Linked DNA regions of Mus musculus: region 2 is linked to region 1. A link is a contact called in public Hi-C data. All regions are on one chromosome and are shown on one strand. Each heading gives the region's core, a stretch centred on a gene start, on an enhancer-like site or on the middle of the called end of the contact. The rest is flanking DNA. Distances are from core to core; before and after follow the strand shown.

Region 1 (6,865 bases), core at 1,123-3,622:
CTATTTGGGTGCGAGATTGCGCGATGGGAGAATCCGTCCATAAGCCTCACAGGACAAACCGAACGCAGGCCTCGGCAGAAACAGCTTTCTCGGTTTCACGCTAATAAGGACCTAACTATTTTGTATCTCCCTGGTCTTCTTCATCGCTCCTTTCTGTCCTGCTCACCGTCTGAGACTCAGCCACAGAGGTCATCAGCACCCCAGCCTGTGGAATGGCTGAGCTAGAAAATGAGATTTAGCTATGACCCTAGATTGCCAAACGTAACGTCTTGGGATTCCATTCCACAAATGTGCTCTGCCTCTCTGAGCACAAGGCAGCGCAATGAGCATCTTGAGGAAATCTAAGACGAACCCTAAGCCGTCTCTGTCCTTAAGGAGATTGCAGGCTTCTATAATTATATTCAGAGCTGTATCACTAGTAGGGACATGGTCAAGGTTCCTAAAATTTTTGTTTGTTTGGCTCTTTGGAGCTCTCTAGTGAGAGCTCCCCCTTCTTTCCAGAAAGACAAGTTTTAAAAACTTGGGGTTGAAGAAGGCCAGGGAACAAAAGGGGAACCTACAGCAGTATGTTAGTAACTGCTGACTGCCTTACTTGGGTAAAAGCACTATTCCATAGACGGAATTGGAGGCGGGCGGGTGTGTGTGTGTGCTATAATAAGATAAAGTCTCTGTCTGCAATATTTTTCAATATTCTTTGCTGTTTCCAGAGTATGAACAATGGAGCAAAAATGAAAAAAAAAATCAAGAAAATGAAAATACTTTTAAAAAGTTAAACAAGCTTTTACCTAGGAGATACACTAATTGTGCTTCTCTAAACCTAAACAACAACGAAAGTGTAGTGTGCAAAGTATTATCTCATAAGTTGTAGATTTCAGTCTTCAAATTGTGGCAACTAAAACATTAACGTATATTTTTAAAAGTTTCATGCGTCCAAAGGGAAGACATCTGATTTATATACTGTCAAATGTGCTAGTGTCTCCACTCTAAAGATGGAACTATGCCCTTAACACAGTATACTACACTATATAGCTTAATTATTAAGTTCTGAATAGACAAACTCAAATTTCCAGTTGTCGCTGAGATTTGGAATGTTTTACAGCACTGGGGAGGAGGAAAAACCAATGTTTTCTCTTTTTATTTGGGCAACTGTTATCATTTGATTGTTAAATTTCTATGCATCTTCTCCTAAGAATGTCTGGTTTCTTGATTATTCATATAAAACCTACTGTGGAAAAACTGCTTAGTAACTTAAAATTTTATGTTTGATTAATATATCTTGATGATGCCATAACTTATGTTTCAATATTACAGCCAAGAGGTAGAAACTTAAGATACTCTGGAGAGGGTTGGTATAGGTGCCAACTACTAAATGAAATAGACTATATATAGCCTTTAAAAGAGAAAATCAGGCTAATTTCTCTATAAAATCATCCCATTATAGAATAAGAAAAGATGCATATTTAAATCCTGCTTCACGGGTTTACAGAAGATGCTCTGCACTGTTAGCGAGTCCATTTCTCATTTTTCTTAGCCATACCCCCTTCTAGAGGTTTCTCAAATTTACTTTAACTCTGAGTCTCACCAGAGACTTTAACTCGAGTCACACCTCAAGTCAGTCACCACATGTTCATGGAACTTTGCCACTATTCCTTTAACGTTAAATATTCACTAAAAAAGAGAGCCTAACATTTTTAGAACGCCTATATCTTAGTGCCTTAAATCAATCCTGTTTCTCACAGAACATTTGTGCATATAACCAAATGGCCTACAAACAAAACAACTATTTCCAGTGTGGAACTGTTGTCTTGTCCAAAACTTAAAAAGAAAGAGAAAAGAAAACATGGGTCAGTAACTATTAGACATACTGCAGTGGTTCCTTGGAGCTCATAAAGATTCAGAAGGTTTTTACTAACATTCTTTATAATCATAAGGCTTTCTCGGCCGCGGCGGCTGGGGATAGGACAAGCATGCTCAGAGCAGCCAATCTAAACAGGGTTTACAGAAATCACAAGTCGGAATTTGCAGATCCAAGAATTCTTCCTCCAGGAGTAAAGACGCTTTGCTCCAAAACCGAAACAAGGAGTTGCCAAACAGACTTTCCTTTATGCCCCTTGTTGCCAAAGTTATACGGCAACCTTCATACTCCACATATTCCGAGAGTCACAAATATGCCCAAGATTTCAAACCCCGATCCAGAACTAAGCCTCAACTATCCGCGGAGGAGTCCGGAATAGAAGTTCCAGACTCTTTTTAGAAATGACTAGGAGATCAGAGCGAGCAAGGGAAGACTTCGCTCTTTGTTACGCCCCTGCCCGAGTCCCCCGCGCCTCACCTGCTCCGGCTCCCGCCGGGTCGGGGCCGCGCTCCGGCTCTGCGTCCCGCCTCCCTGGGCTCCGCGCCTTCGCAGCCGCCGCAGCCTCTGCTGCTCGGTCGCCCGCGCCCCAGGCCCGCGCGCCGACCGCACGCCTTGCCCGCACTGGCCGGGCCGCGGCGGCACTCTCTGGGGGAGCTCGGGGGCCGGGGCCGGAGCTGCGGGGCCCGCGTCCCTCCCCTAGGGCCGGGCGCGCGGATCCGGGGAGGCGGCGGCGCGTGACCTCAGAGAGTTGGAATGCGGGCGGCAGGGCGCGGGGGAGGCCGGACAGCTGCGGCCGGCCACCGGGGAGGGGGCGCGCCGCTGCTGTTTTTAACCGTGTGACCAGTTATTTTAAGTTTCCAAATAAAGCAGAGCTTTGAAGAAGAAGAAAAAAGGGAGGTGAAGAGGAGGTTATTTTGAGTCCAGGTAGAAAGGGCTTGGTTGCATTATTAGGTGGTGGTCTGTAAAGAAACTGGGGTTGTTGGAGTACTCTTGAACATTGCTGAAGACAGTTCAAGACTTTCTACACGCCCCCTACCCTACCCGCTTTAAGTGCCTGCTCCTCCCATCAAGCACACACTGCTCCTCTGTAGGAACTCTGAACTTGGAGAGAAGTGGAAAGCTGACCCAAATGGGCAGCAGGCTGGAGGTGCTGCTCCCCAGAATCCACTAGGGAGCAGAGGGATAAGAGTTCTAGAAATAAGGAAGCCCAGGGAAGCCACTCTAGATCTCCCCTTTATGTGTAATAGCTTAGCTTTACCTTGGAGAACCACTGGGAAGGACTACTGCCAAGGAGTAACCATGGAAGTAGCTCAGAGAGAACTGAGAGGAGCTGCCCTCAGCGGGACTCCAGTGCTTATTATTATACTGTATTCTTGCTAAACCACACCGCGAGCACCTGGCTTCATCTCCTCAGAGTTCTTCCTCTTCGCACTACTCCCATGGTTACTCTCCCTCGGGTTTGTCAGTCCTTCCCAGTGTTCGCCCAAGGTGAAGTTCAGCTACTAGACCTCTATGTGTGGTCTAGAGTGCGTCCTTGGCCACTCTAATTACCTTCTCTCCAGCATGCCCACTGTCCCCAACAAAGAGGGGGCAGCGCCACCAGACCCCTTTCCATTTATGTCAACCCTCCACGCCTCTCCGACTCAATTTAGGGCTCTACTTCCAAGATTAAAAAAAAGTTCTAGCCACGCCGTGGCTGCCGCACTTGGCAGGAATATTATAAATTGTTTCGTAGAGGCTTCATTTATACCTCTTAGAATTCCGAGGGCAGTTCTGGGCAGACAGTAGGCACTAAATAAAAACGTGTTAATTGAATCGGGAAGAAAATGAAAGAAATTTAAAAATAGAAAATGATCCTAAAACCCAAGTGGTGCTTTAGACAACCAAGTTGAACTTCTTCACAGTCTACAGATGTCATTTACCAACCATGCACTTAAGCTCTGTTTCCCTCAGTCATGTGAATTTGGCAGAAACATCCCCATGGCAAGGCATGAGGACACATTATTAGGCATAAGTTACTGGTGAATATTTCCTACAAAAGGGGGTGAGGCGATTTATATGGCTTAACCCCAACATTTACAACATGATTGTTAAGTGAAAGTCTTCCCACTCTGCCTGCCAGACACCCAGCTTTTCTGGAGAGAGCTATTTGATTCCTATGTATTCTTAGAGAGATACAGACTATTATGCACATACGTGCACAGTGCACATGTCTACATCTTATTGCCCAGAAAGTGGCACGTCATACACACTTCTACAATTGAAGGCAATTCTAATTAAGTTATACAAATACAATTTAGAAAGAGTGCTAGAGAGATGACTCAGCAGGGAAGGGGAAGGGTTATTCTAGCAGAGGACCTGTGTTCAGTTCCTAGCTCCCATTTTAGGTGGCTCACAAACACAGTAACGCCAGCTCCAACGGGGACCCAACACCTCGAGCATCTGCCTGACCCTGCACTTGTATGCACATACTCTTTCACACGCACACAGACACAGACACACACACACACACACACACACACAAAATTGTAGAAAGAAAGCTCTGACCTAAAATGATAATAGTGACACACACACACACACACACACACACACACACACACACACAATTGTAGAAAGAAAGCTCTGACCTAAAATGATAATAGTGACAGGCTGGGAGGACATGGGTTTGGGTGATCCACTGACAAGGAGTTTTTAAAGATGTGTGTTTGTCTGTGTGTGGGCGGGCAGGTGTGTACACATGAGTACAAATGTCTTTGGAGGCTGGAAAAAGAACACTGGACACCCTAGAGCTGGAGTTGCAGCCAAGTGTGGGTGCTAGGAACCTAACATGTGTCCTTTGCAGAACCCATGCACACTTTTTTTTTTTTTTTTTTTTGGTCTTTCCCAGACAGGGTTTCTCTGTGTAGTCCTGGTTGTCCTGGAACTCACTTTGTAGACCAGGCTGGCCTCGAACTCAGAAATCCACCTGCCTCTGCCTCCCAAGTGCTGGGATTAAAGGCGTGTGCCACCACTGCCCAGCCCGTGCACACTCTTTACCAACCATCCCTCCAGCTCCTCAAACAGTATTTTCTTAGGAGTTAATCTGCTTTGGTATCTTAGTGAAATCCTTCATATTCTACAGTATAAGTTATTGTTCACTACAAGAATCCTGACTTCACCCTATAAAAACAATGCTGCCTAGGAGAGAGGGTGAAGATTAGGACCGACAAATGTGAGGTCTAGGGACTGGAGAGATGGCTTAGTGGTTCAGAGCACTTTGTTGCTCTTACAGAGGACCCTGGTTCAATTCCCGGCACTTACATGTTGGCTCACAATTATTCATAACCATAGTTCCAGGGGGCCTGACAGGTGAAATCACCTTCGCACCTGGGAATTTTCACCTTTGCACTAAGCCCGAGACCTCCACAAGTTTAGGAATGCTGACTTTTGAGGGTCAGTTCTCCTGGACTTCATGGAGCTAATATTACAACAATGGTGTCATTCTCATAGCAAGAGTGACTGATGTAGGAGCTGGAGAGATGGCTCAGTGGTTAAGAGCACTGTCTGCTCTTCCAGAGGTCCTGAGTTCAATTCCCAGCAACTACATGGTGGCTCACAACCATCTATAATTGGATGATGCCCTCTTCTGGTGTGTCTAAAGACAGCTACAGTGAATTCATATACATAAAATAAATGAATCTTTTAAAAAAGGGAAAAAAAAGAGTGACTAATGTAATAGAAATTCCCAATACTTAAGGGTTCTCTTTAAACAATTTTTATCTATTATTATTGGTGGGGGAGGTGCCATGTTGCATGAGTGGAGGTCAGAGGGCAACTGTGGAGTTGGTTTTCTCCTCCCTTTGCTTGAGTTCAGGAGACTGAATTCCAGTATCCAGACTTGCATCACCGGAGACAAACGCTTTTACCCACAGGTTTCCAGCATATAGAGACTCTGACTCAAAGGCAGATGTGCCATTTGATAGCCAGTACTGAAGAAAAACGTCTCTTCATTCTATATGTGTTAGAAGCCAGGTGTTGCGTGGAGAAAGATAAGATGCGTGCCCCTGCCCTCTCAGGGACTCCTCTTGTGAACAATAGGTGAAGATATGATTTTTAGGTAAGTAAGGAAATTCACACAAAGGTATAACACAAATGGATTGATAATGCCTAGTTAATCATTGTGAGAACCCTCTGTTTGAATCCAGAAAGACAAATACAAAGTCACTGAATACTGGAGGACAAGAAAAGCATTCCAGGCTGGGTAAAACCTACCACCTCTAGCCCCCTCCTTCCACACAGACTGGTAACACACACACACACACACACACACACACACACACACACACACGGGGCGGGGCACAAAAGCCAACTGAAATGTAGCCCTTGGGGAGACTGGAGGCACAGGGGCTACCATTGTTAAGGGGACTTCAAGCTCTGTAGAGCTGGGGCTGGCACTCTGGCCCTGCTGACTTCATGACCAATGTTCTTTTTCAGTTCTCGCCTCTATTTGGAAGATAGCCAAGAGCCCTCTTAGCTGGCACTGTAGTTCATTGTGATCTGGCTCTCATACTATCCCTCAGAAGAAAAATATGCCATTTGTCATGGGGAAGTTTATTCTTTTGTGAGACTAATACTTCTAGTCCTTCAAGGATGTGGACTGTGAAAGCTGCATCTCACAGAAAAGCGCCCTGAACAGCCTCCAAGCCCTAAGTGCCATTGGCTTAGTGGGGGCTCTCTATGACTCAGACGTCTCCTCTTCTGAGATCTGAATGTGTTTTAGTTCTCAAATAGCCTGTGCTTCCCTGTTCCATAATTATAAGCTGGTTGTCTAAAAGAGAGCAATGTCTTCAATACCTTTAAATAAATTCCTTGTTATGAATTTTAAAAAAAAGGGGAGGGGGCGCTGGCAAGATGGCTCAGTAGGTAAGAGCATTGACTGCTCTTCCGAAGGTCCTGAGTTCAAATCCCAGCAACTACATGGTAGCTCACAATCACCCGTAATGAAATCTGATGCCCTCTTCTGGTATGTCT
Region 2 (6,865 bases), core at 2,163-4,662, 6.9 Mb after region 1:
GGGATCTCTTTCCTTTCCTCTCTATCCTTTTTTCTCTCTTATCTAGTGTTAGGGGGCTGAAAGGGTGGAAAAAAGAACTCACAAAATAATAAAATCAAGCTACAGAAGAATAATTTTTTAAAGAATTGAAATGTTAAAAATGTCATTCACTTAAGTCCCCTTTAGCTTGTAGGAATCTATAAGGGTGTAAGGGTCTTTTTTTTTTTTTCTTTCAGTCCTGAAAGTCATTAAAATCAAGTATCCAAAGTAACTGAGTTCTGAAGCTGACTGCACAGCGGCATCTGCTTTCCCCGCTCTGATTTGCCCCAGCCTTCGCTAAGCACAGTAAGGTAGAGCACCAAAGGCTTTTGGAAGCTTTGCTGTTATCACTTGGGCTGACAGCGAGCGCTCTTCAGGAAAACAAAACAACCTTCCAGTTAAGCCTATCCACAACTCATGTTACCAGGGGACTTGTAGTCAAGCCATGAACCTCAGATGGCCTCATTTCTAATTTCCTGTGTCTAAAAACCACACAAATGAAAAAGCCTGGAATAACACCTGAACTGGCTGGTTTTATGTGTCAACTGGACACAGGCTGGAGTTATCACAGAAATAGGAGTTTCAGTTAAGGAAATGCCTCCATGAGATCTAGCTATAAGGCATTTTCTCAATTAGTGATCGATCAAGGGTGAGAAGGGCCATTGTGGGTGGGACCATCCCTGGGCTGGTAGTCCTGGGTTCTATAAGAAAGCAAGCAGAACAAACCAGGGGAAGCAAGCTAGTAAGAAACATCCCTCCATGGCCTCTGCATCAGCTCCTACTTCCTGACCTGCTTGAGTTCCAGCCCTGACTTCCTTTGGTGATGAACAGCAACATGGAAGTGTAAGCTGAATAAACCCTTTCCTCCCCAACTGCTTCTTGGTCATGATGTTTAAGCAGGAATAGAAACCCTGACTTCTAGAAAACAGCTAATCAAACCGCTTGCTCAGGAGTCCCTGAGAGCTTTCTCAAGTGTGCTCTTATACTATGTTCCCTAAGAAAGCAAGTCTGCGCAGCACGCCTTTAATCCCAGCACTTGGGAGGCACAGGCCTGCGGATCTCTGAGTTCAAGGCCAGCCTGATCTACAGAGTGAGTTCCAGGACAGCCAGGGCTACACAGAGAAACCCTGTCTCAAAAACAAACAAACAAACAAAAACAAAAAACACAAAAGCAAGCAAGCCTGCACTTGGCGTCGAATTTGGATTCTTGCTGTAATACTTGTAACTGTGGCACAGGACAAAGTATTAAATGCCATTTATAAAACAAATAATAATGTCCACCTGCTAGTTTCGGTGTCTCTTCAAAGAGTACTGCACTGCACACCAAAGCATCCATCAACATTCCCACCCTCAAGACTCCTTAGTCAGCTTTCAGCAGTGACGAGACACCAAAAACATCTACCCTGAGGATGTCAGGTCCTCTTGATCTCTTCAGCCCCTGCCCATTTTCCAGCCTCGGAATAAGACAGTTTGGCCACAGAAAAGAAAAATGTAGCCCATTCAAACTGTACTGGAGAGGCTAAGGTGAGAGCTTTGTCATGAGTTCCAGGCTACCCTGGGCTACACGACAAGTGTCTGGGCAGCTAGGACTACATAATAAACCTGGCCAAAAAAAAAAAAAAAAAAAAAAAAAAATCCCGTTTGCTGATAGGAAAGAACAGCAGCTCTCCCGAGGCATGGACTCTACTGTCCTTTTATGATAACTGAACTTGGGTTAACTACTATACCTGTCTTTCGGCAGACTGTGAAAGCCTAGGACTATTTTGGTATAAGGCAGGTCTTTCTGTTACTCAAACTAGAGCTGTCTAAACTAACTTGTGTGTGCTCTCTGGTTTAAGTCACCTAGTTTCGTTACAATTACCTTGTGTCATACCTCTTAATACAAGTTGTCAAGGAATTTCCATAATTTAAGCTTTTCGAAAAAAGAGTAGACTCGACAAACCCAAGGCCTTAAGTAAAATAGTAGGCATTTTAGCCCACTGATGCAAATACAACTGCTTCTGGCGAACTGAATATACTCAAAGTTCAGGTGAAGTCAACTCACAGCCTCTAGGAGGAAACAGGTTCTTTAAAAAAAGGCTGACGCTGCGGCTTCGGCTCCCGAGCTTTTGCAACATTTGCGTTTACGACCTGTCGATCTATCACGTGAAGCAAAAGGGCAAATCTAAACAGCACTACTGGGGCCATTCACAACCTCACGCAAGCAGAGCAGGCAAACTGGCAAGAGGGGCCTTCGCCTAACTTTCTTTCAGTGAATGAAGACAACCAACCCAGCAAACGCAAATATACCAGCATCCAGACCAAAATAAATAACTGGGGATTTCTGTCACCTCCTCTTCATCTTTAATTTTTCTTAACGTCATCCACAGAAATAGGGTTTGTTTGCCTAGGAACACCGCAGACACTCGCAGCCCAAGAGGCAAGGGTGGCCACGTACTTTCCTGGGCCTGCCTCACAAGCGCCCCCCCCCCCCCCCAACCAATGACTCGATTGTTTCGCCCCGTGTGTGCCTCCATTACACCGTTTAAGCCGGAGCACGTGATCTAGGAGCGCAAACTTGCTACACTTTACACACTTCCCTGAGCCGGGCCACACTTGAATCTAAACAATTCCCAAAGGAGAACCGAACGTGCCCGATGCTGGATGACAGTCGCTCAGGTCTCGCCCTGGGGAGAGCCAGTTCCTACCCCTGCTGGCTGACAGCAGCTTACCCATTTGTCCAAGGGGACCTGGGCAAGGGACCCGGTGCCCTGGTACAGATCCAGGCTCAGCTGCTCCAGGCTCAGCTTCTCCTGCAGGAAGTGGCCCAGGTACCTCTGTAGGAGGTAGCGACAGGCCCTCTTCTTGATGGATTCTGAAAATGGCCAAGGCATGGTGAGGGCTGGCGGCTCGAGGGAGCCGGGGCTGCACGCGGCGGCGACTCGGGGGATCCGACCTGGGCTCCAGGCAGCGGCAGCGCCTCAGGGTCGGCCCGGCGGCGTCCCCAAGCCGCGGTGGGGATCTAGGTTCGCGGTGGCCGCTGCATGTCGGTTCGGCGCCGCCGTCCCTCAGGGCAACCCCATGGCCCGCGTCGCGACGCTCGCACTAGGCCCGGCGGGGACTGGGCGCTGAGCAGAACCGGGCGCCCCAAGCCGGGAGCTTCCGAAGCGCTCCGTCGGTAGGGAGACAGAGGGACAGACAGAGAGGGCTGGCGGCTGAGGCGAGACAAGACTCCGACGCGGCGCGACTAATTTGTTGTCATCTACTGGGCGCGCTCCCGCCTGAGACACGCTCCTGGCGCGTTCGCGAGACCCAGACTCCCGGCACGTACTCGAGCAACGGGCACAAGCGGAAGTGACGCCATATTGCGGGGCTGGAAAGGCAGGAAAAAAAGAGTCCGGGCCGGAGCATTTCCGGTGGTGAATGGGCGGGGCAACTGCGGGGGCGGGGGTGGTGCCGGCGCCGCGATCCTGGCCCCAGCAGTCTCCGGACGAGGAAGGATAAGAACATGGGCGCTCGCAGGTGAGTGGGCGGGCTGGCTGCGGCCCGTGGAGCCTCACCTTGCAGTCGCGGCCGGGTGGTGGGCGCCGGCGGACGCCCGGACTAGGGCTGACGGAGGTCTGGGGGCGGGTCCGGCCTGGGCTGTCCTGCGGGAAGTGATGCGGGGATGCAGGGCGAGGACTGGAGACCCGGCGTTTCTGTCCGGGTTCTGACCGATGCCTATTGTCATCAGGTTGCCCCCCCCCCCACCCCCTTGCCGGCTTTGTTTGCAAAGCATCTAGTAGTTTGCCGTTTGCAGAGCGCCACGCCGACGACCAGGAAACTTGGGATCGGGGCGATTGCGGGCAGTACGGTTTCCTCTGTTAAATCCTGGCGCTTCCCGACCCGCTGAGGGGCTGCTGCCTCCTGGAAGACTTTGTGCTCTCCGCAGGCTCTGCGCAGCCCGATTTTTATCTTTTAGGGAGACAGTCTGTGAAGAGGCGCAGCTGGCTCCTTAGGAGGGCAGCCCCTAAAGGCCCGGAAGTCTGCTGTCCTGGGTTAGATTCCTGACACTTGACACTGGGCCACCTTGAACCTATGCTACCCTCTCTGAGCCTACATTGCCACCTCAGCCAGGTGTGAGCAGATTAATATCATAAACTCGAAAATTGAGGCAAATGAAATGACGTGTGCCGGGAAGGAACCTAAACCGAGTCCTGGATTGAGGAGACCGAATTAAGGAATTCTGGCCCGTGAATGGGGCATCCTCAAAATGGGTTCTTTTGGTTTAGTTGGATTGGGTTTTGAGACAGTCTCTCACTGGGTAGGTAGTTGAGGTTGACTTTGAACTTATGTGGCCCAGACTGCCCTAGAAATTAGGGTCTCCCAAATGCTGAAATGTCAGGCTTGCACCACCACACACCATTCGGAGTCTTTATGTGCTTTGTAAGAAAGGGCCTCTTATTTTTAAAAGATGATATTTTAGTTGGAGACTTGGAGGTAGAAAGATACATGAACGTCTGAGTTATTTTTCAGATAAGAACACCACCTGCAAGGCTTACCACATGCGTAATGCTTGGTAAGTACCAGGAATTTGAGGAGGGAAGACAGGAAGGAGTGTAGCCATCGCAAGGAATGATGGAACTTTTGCTCTGGGTGAAATAAAAAGAAATGCTACATAATCTGGCCTAAGACTGCTAACTACAGTGTTGCTAATAGTGGAATGTTGGGCTTAGAAGACCAAAGGTGAAAACAGCCAGGGCAGTGCTGAAGGACAGAGCAGTAATCCAAATTCTGTGGTTTGGCCTGGAGGAAAGCCCTGAAGACTAGAACCGGTTGGGTCTAGGCATATTTTGACACTAATAAGACATGCTTACCCGGCATCAGGTACACAGTTTTATCCCAGCACTAGAGAAACAGATGCAGATGGCTCTCTCCTTAAGTTGAAGGCCAGCCTGGTCTACATGGGGAGACCCTGGCTCAAAGAGACTCTGAACCTTACAAGTAAATAATGACAGTACTCTCTGTACTATAAACAGAGCTGGGTGGGAAGTCCCAGCAGGACCTTGTGTATCAGGCTTTAGGAGGTTTGAACTGGACTTTAGGCTCTGTTTGGTGACTGCTTGATATGGTTTCCTGAACACAGTATAAAATAGCACAAGCTGTCCAGAGGATGCCTGCATCTCCAGATACCGAAGGAAGAAAGTGAGACTCCCACAAAGCAAGCGTACTGCACCAAAAGTGTTAAGGGTGTTGCCTTGAACACTTATACTTTCTAGGAGAAATTTAGCATAGTTAAGAGTTGAGAACTGTCATCACACCTTTAGCGGAAGTGGGATTCAAACTCCCAAGTCACAGGGCTCTTTTAATGTTTATAAAAGGCGGGTTCCTAATGCAGAATGCTGGCACCTTAGCATTAATTGAATAAGATGAAGATAATTACCCAACCAAGTACAGTCAACTTTGTAAAAATTATAAAGGAATTCCCAGTGGCAGCTTGGTATATCCCAGAAACCAAGGACGTTGAGTCAAAATAATAATCCTAAACAGGAATTCCCACAGTCCATTGTGATCGTGTTGATTGTATTGAAGACTTAGCTGGGAGGGGCCGGTGGAGCACACCTGTAATCCCAGCACGTGGGAAGTCAAAGTGCAAGGATCAAGAGCTCCAGGTCATCCCTGGTTACAGATCAGGTTTGAAGCCTGGCTGGGTTGCCCTGATCCTGTCTCAACAGCAAAAGACCACATTCCAATGACATGGCTCAGCAGACAAAGTCACTGCTGCCTTGCCTGATAACCTGAGTTCAGTTCCCCAGGACCCACATGATAGGAGAGAGCCAAGCTCCCCCAGTTGTCCTCTGACCTCTGCATGAACACCATGGCATGTGCACACACACACACACACACACACACACACGTATATAGACGTAATATATATATATATATATGATTTCAAAAAGAGTCGTACATTGAGAACAGGAGCACAGTGTCGAGGCTGCCACGCCCCAGCAGAGGCCATCACTGCACCTGTGCACCTCTTAGGGTCTGGAGCTGCCTTTCTCCTTTGAAGGGATTTTCAAGCATGATGGGCCCAGCTTTCGGGAGGCAGAGGCACGAGGATGGCTCATTCAAGGAAGGCTACCCTCAGCTACATAATGAGACTTAATAAAGAAACAAGACAAAAGGGGGTTAGGGGACTGGAGAGATGGCTCAGTGGTTAAGAAAAGCACTGACTCCTCTTCTGACGGTCCTGAGTTCAAATCCCAGCAACCACATGGTGGCTCACAACCATCTGTAATGAGATCTGACGCCCTCTTCTGGTGTGTCTGAAGATAACTACAGTATACTTACATATAATAAAAAGAAAGAAGACCAAGGGGACTGAAGATCTGTCTCAGTGGTTAAGAGTACTTGCTGATCTCCAAAGAACCCAGATTAATCCATCGCTGCATCTGTGTCAGGTGGCTCAGATGGTTGTAACACCTGTTCCAGAGGTTCTGGCCTCTGGATTCAGAGGGCACCAGTACTTACATGCACATACCCACACACAAACACATATACACAAATAATTTAAAATAATAAAAGTAAACTTTGAGAACAAATAAGGCCGCACACCTTGCTTCATTGCACCCCATAGGCAGAGACTGGCTCGTTCTATATCATGAGTACCAGGCTAGCCAGGCTACATAATGAGATCAAAATGAACAACAAAACCTGAATATGGGGCTAGAGAGATAGCTCAGAGGTTAAGAACCACTGGCTGCTCTTCTAGAGGACCCAGGACTCAGCCTCCATTTGGCATTTCACAACATTCACATTTCACAACAGTCTGTAACTCGAGTCTGCAGGAATCCAACACCCTCTTCTGGCCTCTTCAGGAACATATGTG

The links. A called contact is a pair of places that touch in the nucleus more often than the background predicts.
Region 2: a contact with region 1 is called in a Hi-C map of uterus, with 24 times the contacts expected there. The contact joins the promoter of Gskip here to the promoter of Ptpn21 in region 1. A contact is called at or near these places in 1 of 39 promoter capture datasets (pre-B cells) and 5 of 484 Hi-C or Micro-C datasets (muscle stem cells, natural killer cells, rod photoreceptor and 1 more).

The regions. Positions count from the first base shown.
Region 1 is chr12:98,735,033-98,741,897 of GRCm38.p6, forward strand. Ptpn21 (protein tyrosine phosphatase, non-receptor type 21) reads right to left here and starts at 2,373. Exons shown (of 19, transcript NM_001146199.1): 1 at 2,333-2,373.
Region 2 is chr12:105,681,940-105,688,804 of GRCm38.p6, forward strand. It overlaps Gskip (GSK3B interacting protein), which reads left to right and starts at 3,413. Exons shown (of 3, transcript NM_178613.3): 1 at 3,413-3,519. The coding sequence starts at 3,506. It overlaps Atg2b (autophagy related 2B), which reads right to left and starts at 3,302. Exons shown (of 42, transcript NM_029654.4): 1 at 2,730-3,302. The coding sequence starts at 2,891.